Linked DNA regions of Rattus norvegicus: all the other regions are linked to region 3. A link is a contact called in public Hi-C data. All regions are on one chromosome and are shown on one strand. Each heading gives the region's core, a stretch centred on a gene start, on an enhancer-like site or on the middle of the called end of the contact. The rest is flanking DNA. Distances are from core to core; before and after follow the strand shown.

Region 1 (2,839 bases), core at 257-2,756, 140 kb after region 3:
TAAGGGTTAGCCCACAGTGCACGGAAGTGTTCCAAGAGAAAAGAAACTGAGATATTCTAGAAGTACTAGGCAATTCAGCCTTGTGAGCATAGAATTTATACATGAGCTCTGGCTTCTATCTGAAAGCATTTCAAATCCAGAGTCAGTTTCTTGGAATGTGAGTTTGGTTACTGTGTCCTTCTTAGTTTGTTTCAATTTCATGGAAATGATTACCTAGAGACTTTTTGAGGAGATTGTCACAGTTGTCAAGAACAGGGTGGTAACGGGGGAAATAACTAGGAAGTAAGGAGATCAAATGGACTTCTATCAACAGGAATGGAAGAGAGGAGTCAAGGACGGCATACCCGGTTGTGCTTTGGCAGCGGCATTCGCGGGCCAGGTGAAACAAAACAACTCCCTGGCTTGGGTGGTGGTGGTTGTAGTGATTGTTCTAGAGAGGTTTTGCATATGAGATGCCCGTGGTAACAAGCATTAGGACATATTCCTCTAAGCTTAGGAGAAGGGTTTGAGTTATAGGTTAGGGAGCATCAGCATATGAACGGATAACTGGAGCCAATAGAGAGGTGAAGTGAGCTGGAGAAATGAAATCTGGTGCAAAACTTACATCATGAGATAGTTAATGCCAGTACACTTACCATCTGGGTAGAGAAAGGCCCTGGCATCTCCTGGCAGAGGAGACTGAGATGAAGCAAGCTTAGAGGCGGAAGTACAGAAGAGTTTTGGATTTATGGAGGTTGATGGAGTTTGTCTTAACTTACTAAGCAAACAGCTAAGCAAGGTCTGGGAAACGTATTGGCAAATAGTTATGCATACCTTTATCAAAGGCATTTTTGGAAGCGGTAACCAGTCTGGGAAGGAATAGGAGTGGGAAAGAGAAGGGCGAACCAGACAACGAACCAGACAACCGCAAAGAGTCCGCTCACCAAAAGACAGAAGCAGACAGGGAAGACATAAAGACTCTCCTTGACTGGGGCAAGGGACTTAAGACACCATCACCATCATTTCTCCTGGGAAAAGAGAGATTGAAGTTACAAGAAAGTATGGAAATTTTAATTCATTCAGTAAGTTGATTGCCCATGCCCATGTATCCCCTGAATCCGGCCTTGCTCTCTTGAGAATGCGCGAGTGGGCACCTCTCGCTTAACACAAGGCTTTACCATGCAGGGAGAACTCGAGTCTCAATCCTGACTCTTTCCTCCAAAAGACACCCTGCAGTCATCGCTGGACCTCAAAACCTCCTTGAATACTTCTGGGCTACAACAAAGTAACGGAACCCATAGCGTCCCGTCGTCAAAGTTACTACCGCTCAGGGCTCCGCCCCCCACCCTCAGTCTGGAAAACAACGGAGAATGCGCAGCGTCCCGCCTACCAGCTGGCTCCGCCCCTCTCTTTCTTTGTTTCGCCGGCCCGAAGATCTCGCGAGAGTTAGACGGCAAATCCCGCGAGCGCGGACCCCGGGCCAGCTCTGCGGCTCTCGCGGTGTCTGCGCGAGACTGCTTCCTTCCTCCTTCCCACTGCCAGTCTGCCGGTCTTCCTCCCTATCTTCCCGGCCCGGCCTCCCCCTCCTTCCCCCGCCGGCCCCCTCCCCGCAGGGATAATATGGTCTCCGGCGATGGACTCCCCAAGTGCAGGTCAGTTCCCGGCCGCCGCCTTAGCGTTGGCGGCTGGAGGAGTGCGCTGCTATACGCCGTGGCGCTTGCTTTGCTTTTCTTACGGTCACCCGGGGCGCAGCCGGGCCCTCAGGGCTGGGTCGTTCTCTCCCCTCGGGGCGGAGGCCGCGAAAGCCGGGCCTCCCCTTCGGCGTCCCGCTCTTCAGCCGGGCGCTTATTCCGCCACTGGCCAGGGCCCGCTGCTTGTTGTCTGCAGCCTCCAGGCCCCCGGGAGTAACTCCTGGGGCAGGGACAAGCCCATGTCTTTCTCTCCCCGCTCCCCTTTTGTGAGCATTGAGGGTTGGAAGACCTGGGTCCCTTGTTTAGGTTTCACTCTGCTGGCTGTTCATTGCACTGCTGTCTCTCCCTCTTTCTTTCCTCCTGGAAGTGGAGGGGCTGTCGAGGCCGAACGTTAGCCTGTTCCCAGATTATTTATTGCCGTCTCCTCCCCCACCCACCTCCCTCCACAAAAGAAAACACTATCCATTCCGAGTAGACTGTTTTCTGGTTTTGGAAGTAGATCTTAGCAATATTTAAGTGTCTCGCCCATCCATGTAATGAGTCCGCATAATGAATTTTTTTCTACCCCAAGGTTGCCTTCACCCTTTCCCTCAACACTGAGAGTGGGGGCATATTCAATTAGTGCATAACCACTGAGGGTATGTCTCTTAAGAGAATGTGATGTGCCAAAATTATCGAGATATTTTGATGGTCGCTTTAAAAAAAACATCTTTAGTGTTCTAACTATTGTTAGATTGTTAATTGCTTTTTGAAAACCTCCAACAATGGTTTTCTCAAAGCATTCTCTCTGTACTTAAGCAATGTTCAGGGTATGATTTCTGAATGCGTGTACATCATTTAAAGCATTCTTATTGTCTCTTTGCAGACATTTAACATATTTTTAAGATTGAAAAGCCACTAGGTGGGCATGGCTATAATCCCAGCATTAAGGAGACAGAGAAAGGATGGTTTGCCTATACTTGGAGGCTCTCCTGGTTGTCCAGCGAGGTCCATTCTGGGTTACAGTGGCACACCCTGTCTCAGCAGACAGGGTAGTAGGTTGTCTTACTAGTTTCTGTTTGACAAGTGTCACAGTTTTAGATCGTACTCTTGCAGTGTGATGGAGTAGTCTATGTCTGAGATATGGACTAGTCAGCACCTCCATCACTGCTGCCGTAGTTCAAGTGCCT
Region 2 (2,863 bases), core at 313-2,812, 170 kb before region 3:
AGGCAGCGGTAGGCTCGTGAGGGGAAGAGGGAATGGGTGTGCCATGCACAAAAGTGGCCAGGGCAGTAGCCGAAACTTTGGGAATCTGCAGGGATATCTGAGACCAGGGACTGAGGCATCTTGCCTCAGGGAGGGAAGACCACCAGACTGTGAAGTTTCAGGAAACCCAGAGTTGCTTGGAAAAGGGAATGTAACTCTGGGGCCCCCACCCAGCCCTGGTTGGGCATGCTAGAGAGCCAGAAGGAAAGAGATGTGGGGCTCTTGTGTTTCATGGCTCTCCTTTCCCTGGCAGGGTCTAGTTGGGCCCTGGCAAAAGATCAGAACTCAACACTGGACTGGGTCTGACTAGTAACCCAATGCCAGGCTAGTCTGAGTGGGGATGCAGGCTCCCCACCTCCCTAGACCGCTCTTCTCTCCCGGGTCTGGGCTGTTGGCCTGCGTCTACCTCCACTTAAAACACCTCCTTCCAGAACTTTCTGGGCAAAAATCCAGACTTCCCAAGGCCCTATGCAAGCTCTGTACTGTTCCTGAACCTTCCAAAAGCAAGAGTTATTGCCCTCCCTTGTCCACTAGGACTTTTCTCAATATATATTCTATCACTTGGGTGATACTGGAGGTAACCACTCTGTGCTAACTGAATATTCGCGAAGGTTGGAACACAAGTGACATAACACTCCAAACCAATCTGTTTTAGAAGACACAAAGAAGACTCCACAACTGTACCTTGAAAGACAGGAGACATTACATGGTGAGCTAAGGCAGCTGAGCAAGACTCTGGGCTAGCCAGGAGATAAGGTTTCCTCCTATACCTATAGAAAACTTTTCACGTGGCTGGGGTCTTTGAGATCACTGATACGGACAGCTAGCTCTGAACTTGGAAGAATCCGGGGTGAAAGGGCTATCAGGATCACAAAGTAGGTTAAAGGATATGGGTATGTAGCCTCCTTCCTACAGTTATAACAGATAAACAACACACCCCATCCTGTAAACTGCATTTGGGGCCTCTTGTCCTCCCCCTACTCCAAGACCTTTGTGGGATGGGGGTCATGCCCACTGAGTAGGTAAGAATGGTTAAGGTCCAGCCAGGGAGGGCAGGAAGAAGGTCAATAAGGAAGAGAAGAAGGAGTGGGTGAGGCGCATCTGACAGAATACTCTAACGGGAATGCAATCCCGGGCCTGGGAAACTGAGGCTCATCAAGGGGAAGTCATCCGCCCAAGGTGACGCTGCGCGCTGAAGGCAGCGGCAGAGTTTGAACCTCGGTGAGTCCGCTTTTGCGAGGCCTGGGAAAAGACAGAAAGGAGGACTGCAGGGGCCGAGGCGCGCCGACTTCACCTGGTAGTTGTCCAGCTGCTCTTCTGTGAAGATGGTCTGCTTATTCCCCATGGTAACCGCGGTGGTATGGATGGCCGCGGCGGCGTCTCTCGCCCTTTCGATTGCTGCTTCCCATCGGCGGCTTCTGGAGCCCCGAGCCCCGCGCCCGCGGCCCTTGCAAGCCCGGGAGCGGGCAGCGTCGCCAGCCTAGGCTTGCCCGCTCCGCTTGGTCCTGCAGTTCAGTGGGAGGGGTGCAAGGGCTGGGGAGGCGAAGGCGGGGCCTGGATCGGGGGCGTTCCTAAGGCGGGGGCGGGGCCGGAGGGGCGGGGTCGGAGGCGGATTGGGGCGGAGGCGCGGTCTGGGGGGGGAAGGAGGCGGAGCCTTAGACCTGTCTAGAGCGATCCGGGAGGTGACTTCTCCCTGGGGACAGAGGCCTGCTCAGTCTGAGCTCTTGCAGCACACTGGGATGGCCAAGCGGTGTCCTCAGAGGGCCGCCTGACTCCTGGCCACTGTCTGTACCTCTGGTTTCAACTAGCACTGTGACAGGCAGCGCCCAGGTCAATCCTGGTGAGCCAGAAAAGGCCATGGATTAGTGGGCAAATCCTCCAGCCTCTGATCCCACTGAGAATTGGTGTGTTACTGAGCTTGCGCAGTCACAGTCTACTTCCCACCAGACCCATCCTCAAAAAGCCGGTTTAAAAAGCCAGATTGAAAGTCAAAAACAGTAAAAGAAAATGTATTCAATGCGACCACACTGGGAAGAGGGACAAAGAGACTCAGGAACCCCCCAAGTCTGACTCTGAGGTCTTAAATCGAGATCAGAGTTTAAAGAGAAGGCCAAGGATGTGCTCATCTAAGCTGTCCTAGCCAAGATGGCCCTTAATCTCAGAAAACAAAATATAGTAACTAAAAGTAACTAGCTGGGAAGTAGTGCAGTAGCAGAGACCTAGCCTAGCATGCGGGAGGTCCTGGGTTCAGTCCTTAGCACCACCACAAAAGCAAACAAAACCTAAACACCAATATTACCCAGTTTTGCCTGACTTATATCACTTTGGGGGTCATGATGTTCTACTCTTAAATTTTTTAAGATTTATTTTTATGTGCGTTACGTCTATGTGTCTGCCATGTTTATATGTAGAAGCCAGTGGAGACCAGAAAAGGGTGTTAGATTCTCTGGAGCTGGAGTTACAGACAGCTATGAGCTGGCAGATATGAGTTCTTGGAAACCAAACTCAGGTTTTGTAAAAGAGCAGCAAGTGCTCTTACCAGCTGAGCCATCTCACGCTGCAGCCCCAAGTGCTGCTTCTTCTTTATCAATCCCCTTACTTCTTTTAAAAATGTTTTAAAGATTTATTTATTATATATAAGTACATTGTAGCTATCTTCAGACACACCAGAAGAAAGCATCAGATCTCATTACACAGGGTTGTGAGCCACCATGTGGTTGCTGGGATTTGAACTCAGAATCTCTAGAGAGCAGTCAGTGCTCTTAACCATTGAGCTATCTCTCCAGCCCCCATAATTATTATTTTTAAACTATGTGTATATGTG
Region 3 (2,747 bases), core at 34-2,533:
TTCAATTAGGGTTAACAAATATAAGGGTGTGAACTGTCTTCTAATCCATGTTCACAGCCCCTCAGTGCCATCCTCAGATTAACAGTCCATACAGCTCAAGACACCCAGGCTCATGCTACCTGCTTCAAATATGCAAACCAAAAAGACAAAGAACATTTACCAGGAACAGAAACTCACAGACACATGATTCCTACATAGCCTGACCTGAGAGATCTTAATTAGATAGGCGAATTTATGATTTTTACTGATTTGTGACTCAAAAACAGGACCTTGCCCAGACTAGAAAGCACCGGTGCCAACTTGACTGAAACAAGGTGAAACAAACTCTGCACGAGGACCAGCCCTCTTAGTGATACAGCCTCCTCTCTGCCCATCTGAACCTCACATTTGGCAACAGAGAAAAACAATTTTACAAGTAAGAAGGTTTACTGGGAGCCAACTTTTAAAAAGCTACTCTCAAAATAGGATGTGCAGTTTTATCAGGCTGAACCTTTGAGGATGTACTACACCAGGTCCTATTTTAACTATTATTCAGATTAGCTCACTGAACCTTCCTTAACTCCACTTAGCAGGCATTCTTATATATTTGGTTGTGAGCCTAGCCTTTAACGGCTGAGCCATCTCTCCAGCCCATTAGCAGGCATTCTTAACTAGCTCCATTCTTCTGGCCAGAAAAGAGGCTTAGAGTGGTTGTCGGAAGCGTAGGGCAATACAAGCCATAGTTTATACTACTAAGGCACATCTCATGACGGGTAATTTGAGAACTAAGAGACCCCAAGAGACCATATGCCACCTCTTTCTTTAGAAAAATTTCCTCCAGTTTTCAGGGTAGGATTTAATGCTTCTTCTTTGGGCTTCCCAGAGACTAACCTATGCCTCTATGAAAGTACGGCAGTAACGCATAATACCATATGGTACTGGAAATAAAAGGAATTCTGTTACTTAGTGTTCAATGATGTGGAGTTTGCTACCTAACAGCGTAACTAACTACTGGAGAACTGGTTCTAAGAGAGTCCTCTATCTAGGGGGAAACTACTTCCCCACCCTACCCCGCAAAGCCAACTCTCATTTCTGGGATGCACAAAACATTACCTGGGAGCAAAATTAGTCCACCTGTGGGCCTTCTGTCTGCCCTTGGGACTCGTGACTCACGGACTAGCCTGGGTAAATAGAGTCAAGAAAGCCACTCTTGGACTCCTGGAGCCTCCGTAAACAAACCTGCAGTGGCGGCCTCCAATCCTTCCTGTTCACTCGCCTTCCCACGCTAGTAAGCAGCAGCACCAACGACAACCACTCCCCAACTGCCCAGCACACCAACTCACCACCGCACAGCCGGCCGCACAGCACGTCTGACGTCAGTAGGGCGCGCCCGTGGCGCCCGTGGATGAGCTAACGAAGGGGCGGAGCCTCTCCTCTGATCGGGGCCCGGCAGGCGCAGCGCCCCCTGCTGCCTTTGCACTCCACGGGGATCGGGGATAGGGGATAGGGTGAGGGAGCAGGGGTGGAGCCATAGAGAGTGGGCGGGGAGTACCCTTGGCGCCTGCTGCTTACTTACTTCAGAAAGTTACTCAGATGACCTCCTGGGTTCATTTTCCTTTTGTTTTCTTTTCTTTTTCTTCTTCCTCTTTTTCTTTCCTTCTCCCTTTCAGCCCTGCCACCCCTCATCTCCCTTCCTCCCCTTTTCTCTGGAGCCCAAATCTTGCTATGTTGTCTCAAGCTGGGCTTGAACCGCTGTTAGTTCTCTTGGCTCAGCTTCCCAAACGCTGGGATTACAGACCATCAACCAGCTGTGAAACTGCAGTTTAGGGCCTTCGTGTTAGTCCAGTATTAGTTTAGTGGGTTCGTGAGCAACATTGTTAAGCAGCAATGAGATGCAGTGGAGTACTTGACCTACTGAGCTTCTAAGCTATTCAAATCTTGTTTTTCTATGAGTATAGGGTGTCCATAAACCGGAAGTCCTTCAAGGCCATCTGCATGCTAAGTGATCCCCTAGCACCTTCTTATCTTTCTGCCTCCACTTCCAGGGTACTGGGAGCACACCTTTGCCTGGAAAGCATGGTAAATAATAGCATCTTTTGTAAAAATTGTATTTCACCTATTTAGATATTTGGTCACGAAAGAAAAAATTCTGTTTCCTGCTGTGAGTCATGGCAAAAAAGTTTGAAAATCATTACAATAAAGGTTTTCTAAAATTTCCTTGTTCTGTAATTTCAGAAATGCTACATTTTAATTTTGTTAAAGTTCTGTGCATGTATGGGCATGCACACACGTGCCATGGTGTGGACATGGAGGTCAAAAGACAACTGGAGGGTCTGAGTTCTCGCTTTCTATCTTGTGGGGCCCAGGAATGGAACCCAAGTCATCAGGCTTGAAGGCAGACACTTTTATCTGCTGAGCCATTTCCTATAATTTTTTATGGCGCAGTAATTCAAACCCAGGCCCTTGCCTGTGCTAGGCAAACAAGGCACTGCTGACCTACATCCCAGCCATCTATTTATTTATTTATTTATTTATTTATTTATTTAGAAATGAATACTCGTTGAGTTGCTGAGGCTGGCTCTTACCTTACTCTGTAGCATAGTCAGTCCTTGAATTCCTGCTTCTTTTGTTTCAGTCTCTAGAGTGACAGGCCTACTCTACCATGCCCGGCTATAGCCCTGCCATTCAAACTCAAAGCCTAAAAATACCTCCAAGTGCTGTCTCAAGATGCCAGACAGAGAACCCAGAGAATTCCAGCAGAGTTTAGA

Evidence for each region. Hi-C and Micro-C count contacts between places; a contact is called where the count stands out from the background.
Region 1: a Hi-C map of liver shows a contact between it and region 3, with 2.7 times the contacts expected there. The contact joins the promoter of Ireb2 here to the promoter of Skic8 in region 3. A contact is called at or near these places in 2 of 12 Hi-C or Micro-C datasets (frontal cortex and liver).
Region 2: a Hi-C map of Schwann cells shows a contact between it and region 3, with 5 times the contacts expected there. The contact joins the promoter of Cib2 here to the promoter of Skic8 in region 3. A contact is called at or near these places in 3 of 12 Hi-C or Micro-C datasets (the A7r5 cell line, Schwann cells and liver).

What each region holds. Positions count from the first base shown.
Region 1 is chr8:64,159,582-64,162,420 of GRCr8, forward strand. It overlaps Ireb2 (iron responsive element binding protein 2), which reads left to right and starts at 1,507. Exons shown (of 22, transcript NM_022863.2): 1 at 1,507-1,631. The coding sequence starts at 1,613.
Region 2 is chr8:63,841,715-63,844,577 of GRCr8, forward strand. Cib2 (calcium and integrin binding family member 2) reads right to left here and starts at 1,563. Exons shown (of 6, transcript NM_001015010.1): 1 at 1,334-1,563. The coding sequence starts at 1,384.
Region 3 is chr8:64,015,563-64,018,309 of GRCr8, forward strand. It overlaps Skic8 (SKI8 subunit of superkiller complex), which reads right to left and starts at 1,284. Exons shown (of 11, transcript NM_001025743.1): 1 at 1,219-1,284.